Regions from separate parts of the Zea mays genome. Here region 1 is linked to region 2. Evidence: chromatin contacts called from public Hi-C data. All regions are on one chromosome and are shown on one strand. The core of a region is the stretch at or near the end of the contact, and the rest is flanking DNA. Distances in the headings are between cores, read along the strand shown. Region 1 holds the start of LOC100286375 (40S ribosomal protein S10). Region 2 holds the start of LOC100273880.

Region 1 (4,895 bases), core at 598-3,097, 190 kb after region 2:
ACCTAAAACCAAACACACACTAATAAAATCCAGCCTTTGAGTCGTCCTTTTCTATCTGGTTATTATGTTGTATCAGTCTGCTTAAGAATACTCCACTTGAAGAAGCAGCAGCGGCAACAACCCAAATGAAACACACATGCACTTGGATCGATAGTCGATCAGACGTATAGATGGCCAATAAGTACGAGGCCCATGAGCCCGGTACGATTCGGTTTTATACGGACCCGGGTCGGCTTGGCAGGAATAAGCAGGCCAGGTCCAGACAGAAAACTAAGCACGGCGGGCTGGCCCGGCACGATCCGTTTAACTCTAAGTCTGTCAAGCTCGCTTTTTGCACTAAACCATGCTTAGTGGTCCGCTAAGCACGTTTTTGCCCGCTTTTTTCGTGCTTACCGGTCCGGCCCGTTTAGACCCGTTGCGGGCCGGACTCGGACAGAAAAACGAGCCCGCAGGTTTAAATGGCCTGATCTGATCCGTTTTTCTAACCGTGCCCAGTGGGTCGAATTTAAAATGAGCCGGACTTTAACGGGCTTAGGCCGAACGGTCCGTTTGCATCTCTATTTAGACGTACAGTTGGTTCTCATCCATCCAGTCATCGATTGATGCAGACACAAACTGAGTTCAAAGTAGCACGCACTGTCTCCTATCCTATCTGAAAGCGACGCGGAGCGAGGTGACGGATGTGGAGGAGAAACTGAAGCTGCAAGTACTAGGCCGCGGCCCATGACTAGCTCCAGAAAGTAAAGCTTTTCTTTGCGTCGATCGATCACGTACACGCCTCGCTGGCTGTTTCAGTTAAACGCCGTCACTGTCGACTACTTGTTGTGTGGTCTGCATACTTTGCATCTCTTTGCTCCTTGACCAGGAGCAAAAGTTGATCTTTTTTTTTCTTTTTTCAGTCTTCACATCGATCACAACATTGCCAATCATCCTGTCATCATCATACATGTGTTGATGTGTAGGCCCCATGTACGATGCGACTAGACTAGCCATGCATCTCGAGTATATAAGCAGCAGTAAGAGCAACTTCAAAAGGAAATGATATTTTTTTTTTAAAAAAAACTGATCACAAGGGACATACTAAAATAAAGTTTTAGGGATGGAAGAAACTGTTACTTCAGCAATCCGCAAAATATTAAACAACTGACGCGGATGAGTCCGATGATAAAAAGAAATATTGTGGTTCTATCCAAAGACATTGAGTCCTTATACGAGACAGAATAGTGGGGTATCATGAAAAGAAATTATTATAAGAGAATTCTACAAATGAACATTGCTATTTCAGACGAATATATATATATATATATATATATATATATATATATATATATTACATATGTTTCTGTATTTTTTAAAGTTAGTGTATGTCCGGCTACCTAATGTAGCTGTCTTGTCTCCCTCCATCCAGCTACCTCCATTCATTCGGCCCCTGCACTCGTCGTAGGCTCGTAGCTAGCGTCACAGGACGGGTGTCGATGGCGTCCACACGAGGGACGAGCAAATATGAGGGAAATGAGGCTGTAAATAAGGGACGTGAAGTTTTCGGGATAAAAAAAGATCTGTTAGACTAATTAAAAAGCGAATATTTCTCTAATATTAATTTTGGGGTTAGTTTAGGGTTTTTTTAAAGTCGCTCTAAGTACTAATCTATCTCCTACCCTAGCGACATCTGAATCTGAATTCCGATGAGAATGTCCTCCCGCATTTCACAGGCCCAATGCCTAGCCCAGCTTACTTCCTACTACGTCTTATGGAAATGGGCCGACTTCAACCTGTAACGAAGAGAGGGACCCGTGCGGCCCAGGTCCGCCTCTCCCTATATACCAACTCGCCACAAATGTAGGGTTTTCTGTCCGCGCCACCGCTCCTCGACCCCCGCCCAACACTCCCAGCCGTCACGCCGTCGCCGCCGCGAGTCCTTCATTCACCATGGTGAGCGCCTCTCATCGATTCCATTACCTCGTCTGTTGGTTCATTACCAATGCTTCTTCTAACGTGATTTCCATCCCTTCCTCCGTTCGCAGATCATCTCCAAGAAGAACCGCCGCGAGATCTGCAAGTACATCTTCCATGGTGAGCTCCTTCTCCTCCCTCTTCGCCCGTCCCCCTAGGCGCGCCCAATATAAGATTATTTCATTAGATTTAGATACCAATTCAGACATTACAAGCATTAGCAATATTCGGATCGTGTACGACCCAAGCCCGTCCTTGTCTTAGATTGAGAACCGTTCAACTTTATGTTGCAGAGGGGGTTCTATATGCCAAGAAGGACTACAACCTGGCCAAGCACCCCAAGCTTGACGTGCCCAACCTGGAGGTGATTAAGCTCATGCAGAGCTTCAAGTCCAAGGAGTATGTCAGGGAGACCTTCTCCTGGCAGTACTACTACTGGTACCTCACCAACGATGGCATTGAGCACCTCCGCAGCTTCCTCAACCTGCCGTCAGAGGTTGTGCCCAACACCCTCAAGAAGTCCTCCAAGCCCCCGTCCCGTCCCTTTGGCTCTGGCCCACCGGGTGACCGCCCCAGGTACATTTGTCACACTAGAGTTGTTTGCAGTTCTGTATTCTGACACCAGATTTTCACATGATGATAATTGAACTCGTCATTGCTGCCTGCTATTTTGACAGTCATTGTGAATTGTTCCAGAGCCTACAAATTTTGTTTCGTATGCATCTAATTTTGAAATTGCCATAAGGCTTCTACATTTACTTTTGTACATTATATCATATTCCTGGATTGCTAGTAGAGTTTCACCATGAAGCCATGGTTACTTACCTATTATGTTTATTTGACAGGGGTCCCCCTCGCTTTGGGGAAGACAGACCTAGGTTTGGGGATAGGGATGGTTACAGAGGAGGTCCACGAGGTGCAATGGGTGATTTTGGTGGTGAGAAGGGTAGTGCTCCTGCGGATTTCCAGCCATCTTTTAGGGTAAGTTCTAGAAAACTGCGCGCATCTCACATATTTTTTTGTTTACATTGGTTTCTTAACTCACAAATGTCCAGTTCGTTTCAAGAAAACAAGCTTATTTTTTGCACAACTTGTCCAGCTTTGTTACTCCCGCTCTCTTCCAAATTATTAGATGTTTTTTTTCTAGATTCGTGGTTTTTGCTACGCACTTGGATATACAGTATGTCTAGTTACATAATAAAAGGGATGCATTTAGAAATGTCAAAGTGTCTTATAATTTGAACCGAGGGAGTACTTAAGTTTGTGTGTAGTAATCCGCTTGAGCCCCTTTGGTATATCCATGCATGTTCATGTCTTTGTGCTGGTAAACTCCAAACTGCCTTTATAAGTTATGGTAGTGTGGTTTGCTGTTGGTAAGCAGGTGGGATATTCTTTTTGACCTCTATGTGGCAAGTCATTGTAAATACAGCATTTTCTTAAACATTTCTGGACTGCTAACAGTGCTCTTGCTGCTAATGCAAGCAAATATAGCTTGTGAACTGACTCCAATGTTTTCTCTTCTTTTTTTTCAGGGTAGCAGACCTGGCTTCGGCCGTGGTGGCGGCAGCGCTTTTGGTGCCAGTGGATCTTCCATGGAGTGATCTATCAACTTAAGCGGGAAAATTGATTCAGGATAGGCACATGTTTGTTGATCTTTGAACTTTTGAGGACAATGAGATTTTGGTTTACCGAGCTGTTGCCGTGGCTTGACATGGTTTTGTGATCCTCCTTTTTTTGTTACATTAAATTATTAAAGCAGCAAGTCATCATTCGCATCGATGGTGCTATTGCCCCCTGTTTTGATATCTGATCTCGCTGGGAATGACCTTGCTCTCTGTATTGTTGTGCTCAGAGTTTTGATATCGCTGGACAAGGCATTGCACTCCCTATCGCTTGAAATCGTCTCTGTTGGTGCTGGTGTATAAAACTTTGACGTGTGCCGTTTATAATATATATGTAACTGCAAAACCAAGTTTCTATACAAGTCAAAACAGTATACAATTTGGATCAGAAGGTGGTGCAATGTATAACCCTTCTAAATTTAAGGATGTTTTGTGTCTGATATACTTGTTCGCTGGTGCTTCTACAGTGGATTACAGCAGTTGTGACTTGTTTGACTTTTTTTAGTTTAAGTTTGATCGACTTTTTTAGTTTAAGTTTGATCGGCTCGTCTTATTCAAAACATATCTTATTCAAAAAAATCATAGTTATTTTAATCTTTAGTATGATATTGTTTAGCATATAATATATTTTTAGTTTAGTTTTGACTTTTCATTTTTCTAAAAATAATAATAAAATGAATTGGTCAAACTTGGTTTAAATAAAAAAGTCGAAGGGATTATAAAATGAGATGGGTGGAGTATTTAACTACCTATGTAGATGTGGAAAGCGTATTGCTGTACATCTAAATATATAGTGGATTTTTTATATAAAAAAACTAAATATCTATAATTTAAAATGTATTTCTTTTTTTTTAACGTAGCATAAGAGCACTTAACGATACCACGTTTCAAGAAAATTTGTTTCATTTTCAGATATCCATATCTGACATGAAAACCAAATACACGGCCAAAAAAAAGTCTGAAATGATCGACTCAGACAATCAAACAGCGAATACATAACAATCCTGGTTTAAGCCACCTATGGAATGCCATTTTTTATTATTTCCTGCATTTTGTCTGTAACAAAAAAATTGATTGTCGTAGGATCTCAAATAAAATACCTGAATTTAACGGAGCCATCAGCCATGTGATCTTTGGCACAGCCGTTTGCCTGAAAAAAGACAAATCAAAAAGGAAAAAAGAAGGGAAAAATTCTTCCATTGCGTGCTTGGCAGCTCGTCCGACGCGCCGCAGCGGGCGCTGATAAACCTCCAGTTAAACCCTAGTATCTCCCCGCGTCGCCGCACACATCGCCCGTTCGCACGCGCCGTCCCCCTGGAG
Region 2 (4,781 bases), core at 136-2,635:
ATAATGGAGAGAACTTATATCTAGTAGAGAGTACTGAACTAGCTCAGCATGACACCTGTCATCGCCACTTTCATTACTTCCAGTAAGTAACTTACCAAGTTGCATAGAAGTCAACTAACAATGGCTTCTCAGACTTCTCCAGCAACTCATCAAATGAAGAAAAAGTTTGCTTCTTAGCTTCCACCTATCCATCCAAAAATTAAATACAGATAAAATGTCGAAAAAATAGTAGAAATCCACAAGTTTTTAAAGTGTAAGGACGATATATACAGCCCTAATGGAAAAGGATACATGTAAGAAAACAGTTATAGGACTATAAGCGCACACAAAAAAGCTGTGTATAGTAACAGTTGTCACTTGCTCACTTCTAGAGCTACTCAATGGATGAAAAACAAAACTACATTTTCAGAAAACTGGAAAGTAACATGATAAGTATTAAAATGAAAACATCTTCAAAGCTATTACATGCCATAATTTTTTTCACCTACATAAGGTTGACAACCTAAAAAGATAAGGGGCCATTTTTCAAAAAAGTTGGATGCATCCAAGATACACCAAGTTCATACTAGTTTATTGTCTTTGAGCCCAGATGTCCTGGACTAGGAACAGAAATTTTGATACAGCAGCAGAACTAAAATTGGATGGCTCATAGTAGCTGCAAACTCCGGCAAGTGCAACGACGAGTACAGGACATAGTTCAAGCATCTGGACAGCAGCCAGTGGACCTAAATTGTCAATATCTGCCATTAATTCGGAGATGAGTTCCTATGACACATTCTACTGTAGTTTATAAAGAAACAATTCCACGATATTCTCACATACTCCATTCTAATTTCAATTAGCTGCCACTTGAAAGGCAACGCGAATCAGAGAGTACAGGTCAGCAAGGATTCACCCGTAGCGTGGCGCTCCGCCGAGAACGCGCTCCTCCCCTGAGGCCCAGGGCCGGCGGCGAGCAGCGCAGCGGCATCCATCGGGCCGGCGCCCGGCGCGCGGCCGGCTGGCACGAAGTCGGCGATGCCAGCGTCGCGCGCGCTGTGGTGCTGCCCGTAGCGAAGGCCGCCATGGGGTGATAGGAGTCGTCGAGGCGCTCGCCCTAGGTTTCTCGACGCCGGAGTGGCTCCCCTTGCCGGCTGGCTTCCTTATCTGCTTCGCCTCTCGCTCCCCTTTTCCCGATGCAGCGGAGAAAGAAGGGTGGAGAGAGCGACGACTTAAAGTCACTGCGTGATGGGCCCGACGCGCCACGTGGGCCGAGGATGCTCTGTGCACCGAGTCCACGAGCGCGGCCGCGGAAAGCAGGTGGGACCCTGGTGGCAGTGTCACCGAGACGAAACAAGGAAGGAACCAGTGGAAGTGGGATCTGGATCTCTCCTCTCTCGTCTGCACCGCGAGTCCGCGACTCCGCACCAAGCAAATCCCCTGCCCCCAAAATATTGCTAGGGATTCGAGGGGAGGAAAATCCAGGCGCCCAGGCCTGGCAATCCGTTCGTCGGAGAGGCCATGAGCTCGGCGCAGGATCCGTTCTACATCGTCCGGGAGGAGATCCAGGAGTCGGTAATGCGTACTTCCCTCTCGCTCTCTTTATTACTCTCTTATTCGTGTTGTGATTGCCAACCTTTCCTACCATCATCGAGCCGTCGTTCTGCACCGGTAGAGATTGGAAACTCGAGCGTTGTTGTCTAATCTCACCGTGTTCGCAAATTGTACCAAACTAGTAAATTGCGCGCGTCCTGCGCGTAGAAATCATTTAGATTTAGCAATAAAAAAGCTATCGAAATAAGCCTGGTTGTGAAGCAAAAGAAACTTAGAACTCTATAGGCCGAACTGTAAGGTTAAAATAAAAGTTATGTTCAGTGAAACATTCAAAAGTCTTGTGTAGTTGGGATTTGGTCTCCAAATCAGTTTTTCCATATTCAACTGGGCCATCAAAAAATAGTACTGACAACTGCTTTAACCCCAGTTAAGCCCTTCTATTGCCTCAAGATACCGCACCCAAATTTAATTGTGCAGAGACATACGCTTCTAAATTAGAAGGTCCTAATGAAAATGGACCGAATGAAAATGGAAAGAGAACCCTGTTAATATATTATCTAGGTCTATGCGATAAGCACTCTGTTTCAAAAAAAGATCCTAGGTGGTGCCTAGACAATAGGCAAGCAGCACTGTCTTTCCCACCACATAGCCGTTTTTTCAAGAGCATAACTTTATTAACAGATGTAGAGATTGCACTGTGATTCCCATTATCGACATGATTAGTAGAATTCTTATTTCCACATCCATTACTAACAGCTTCAGAATCAACAGAAGGGCAAACCACTAAAGCAAAAGGCTTTGGTTTCAGCCCATTCTTTTTTATGTAATAGAGCTGCTAGCAAGATTAGGGACTCCAGAATTTGAGAGCGTCGGAAATGAATCAGCATGACCTTCATACCCAGTGTCATCTGCACTGCTGCTTGCGATCAAATGCAGCCCACCCAGAGTTTGGCATCTTCTGTCTATGCATTTTGACAGCCATTAGAGTGTGTGGGTTATCATATTTTTGTTGTTTTAACCTGTGTGCTGTTTAAGCAGAGGCTGGAAGACGTTTCAAGGGCTTATATCACCTCGATGTAATGTACTTGGAACTATGAATAAAATCTTCATTTATTAAAAAAATGCATTTTGACAACTGGGCCACCTTCTTGATCAGTCTAGTTTTAGCGTAAACTGAAAAAACAATGTCAATTATGTGATTGCTGTCCCAAAGATGCTTGGGCTCTTCGCTCTATTTCCCACCACCAGGCACCAGTTGAGAAATCCACTGTTTTCCTATAACATGAGGGCAAAAAGATTAGATCAATTCACCCAATACATTCTGAAAATGACTAATTACTGACACTGTTTGTTTTCAGAAGCATGATCCACTTCTTCTATCCAATATATCTAAATCCAACATTATTCTGAATATTGGTGACAAAGAACGCTGCAAATTGGTAAAAGAAGGATATGGCTCACAGGGGGAGCGGGGAGGGGAATGTGAGGGGGAATAGCAGCAACGCGCGGTCGAGGTCGCTGCTCTGCGCGCCAGGGATACTGCCGCCATCGCTGTGGTCTGTCGCGGCCGGCAACAACTCCTTCGGGTCGCTGAGCAGTGCGACACAGAGCCACCTGAATCCTGCATAGTTTCGAGACCCTGCATAGTCGCCCGGCACCCCGCGGCTTGAATCCTCCATATCATGCATAGCTTGACCACCTCAATCCTGCATAGCCACGCAATGCTCTGCAGCTTCTGCCCCGGCCAGTAGCCGCCCAGCACGGAGCGCTCCCACCGGTAGACGCCCAGCTGCTCGTGTCCCAGCTGGCTAGGCAGCCATCCGGCACGGCGCAGTTGCGCACATCCAAGCCCCTATCATCGAGCGTGGAGGCCCCTGTCGTATCGTGCCTAGGCCCCAGCCAGCAGCCACCCACGCTTCACCCGTCACATCGCCGCTATCTTGCCCACACAGCCGGGCGCTCGCGTTGCTCTATCACTTGGTGAATCGAAATGGCGCCTTTTTCATTGCGGTGCAGAGGATATGCCGCCCTGTTCTAGAATAATCAAGTAAGCGATAATATCAAACCGCTCATACGGCGACGGCAGATGCAGAACGAAAGAAATGAAACATTTTCACCGTCGGAATTAGATCGGGCGGCCAGAGGAGGAGACGATGTGAACATTGCGAGGTCGAGGTGCGACCTTTGCTCCCTCGTTTAATATATAGAAAGAATCGGGACATAGAGATGCTGGAGTGGCCAATATGCAACTACCAGCTAGGGATATTCATGCTCTTGAAAAGTCTACATTTTTTAGTATGAACTCAGTTTTTTGTGTATAAACATAGGTCAATGGGGACAAGGACGCTAGTACTTGATACACCTGTATCACTAAACTCTTACATTAGAGGCTTAGGCCTTTACTTGATCTGGTAACTGAGAGCACCTAGAGGGGGGGTGAATAGGTGATCCTGTAAAACTTAAACTTATAGCCACAAAAACTTGTTAAGTGTTAGCACAATTATTGCCAAGTGGCTAGAGAAGAGTCTCAACAAAACACAATACCACAAGAGATCAAACACAGAGAGGACACAGTGGTTTATCCCGTGGTTCGGCCAAGACCAACGCTTGCCTACTCCACGTTGTGGCGTCCCAACGGACGAGGGTTGCAATCAACCCCTCTCAAGCGGTCCAAAGACCAACTTGAATACCACGGTGTTTTGTTTTGCCTTTCAATATCCCGTTTGCGAGGAATCTCCACAACTTGGAGTCTCTCGCCCTTACACTTGAGATTCACAAAGAAATACGGAGTAAGGGAGGGAATGAGCAACGCACACAAGACTTCAAAAGATCAGAGCAACACGCACACAAGCAGCAACAAGAGCTCGCAACACAACTCAAAGAGTTCACAACTCCACAAGAGCTCTATATGCTATCACAATGAAACGAATGCGCGAGATCGATGTCTTGGTGCTTAGGAATGTTGTAGGAATGCTTGGTGTGCTCCTCCATGCGCCTAGGGGTCCCTTTTATAGCCCCAAGGCAGCTAGGAGCCGTTGAGAACAAATCTGGAAGGCCATCCTTGCCTTCTGTCGTCTGGCACACCAGACAGTCCGGTGCACACCGGACACTGTCCGGTGCCCGATTTATTTCCATAAACAGCGCAGTCGACCGTTGCAGACCGTTGCAGATCTGGGAGCCGTTGGCGCACCGGACATGTCCGGTGCACACCGGACAGTCCGGTGCCCCCTTCCGACCGTTGGCTCGGC

What was found. Hi-C and Micro-C count contacts between places; a contact is called where the count stands out from the background.
Region 1: a Hi-C map of leaf shows a contact between it and region 2, with 7 times the contacts expected there. The contact joins the promoter of LOC100286375 here to the promoter of LOC100273880 in region 2. A contact is called at or near these places in 10 of 25 Hi-C or Micro-C datasets (ear, leaf, leaf mesophyll and 2 more).

The regions. Positions count from the first base shown.
Region 1 is chr3:148,500,983-148,505,877 of Zm-B73-REFERENCE-NAM-5.0, forward strand. LOC100286375 (40S ribosomal protein S10) reads left to right here and starts at 1,848. Exons shown (of 5, transcript NM_001159262.2): 1 at 1,848-1,932; 2 at 2,025-2,073; 3 at 2,247-2,529; 4 at 2,799-2,934; 5 at 3,486-3,730. The coding sequence starts at 1,930. The coding sequence ends at 3,554. LOC103650705 reads left to right here and starts at 4,828. Exons shown (of 5, transcript NM_001326389.1): 1 at 4,828-4,895.
Region 2 is chr3:148,314,763-148,319,543 of Zm-B73-REFERENCE-NAM-5.0, forward strand. LOC100273880 reads left to right here and starts at 1,386. Exons shown (of 7, transcript NM_001148274.1): 1 at 1,386-1,554. The coding sequence starts at 1,501. LOC100382686 (putative thioredoxin superfamily protein) reads right to left here and starts at 1,130. Exons shown (of 4, transcript NM_001175410.1): 1 at 896-1,130; 2 at 96-184. The coding sequence starts at 1,066.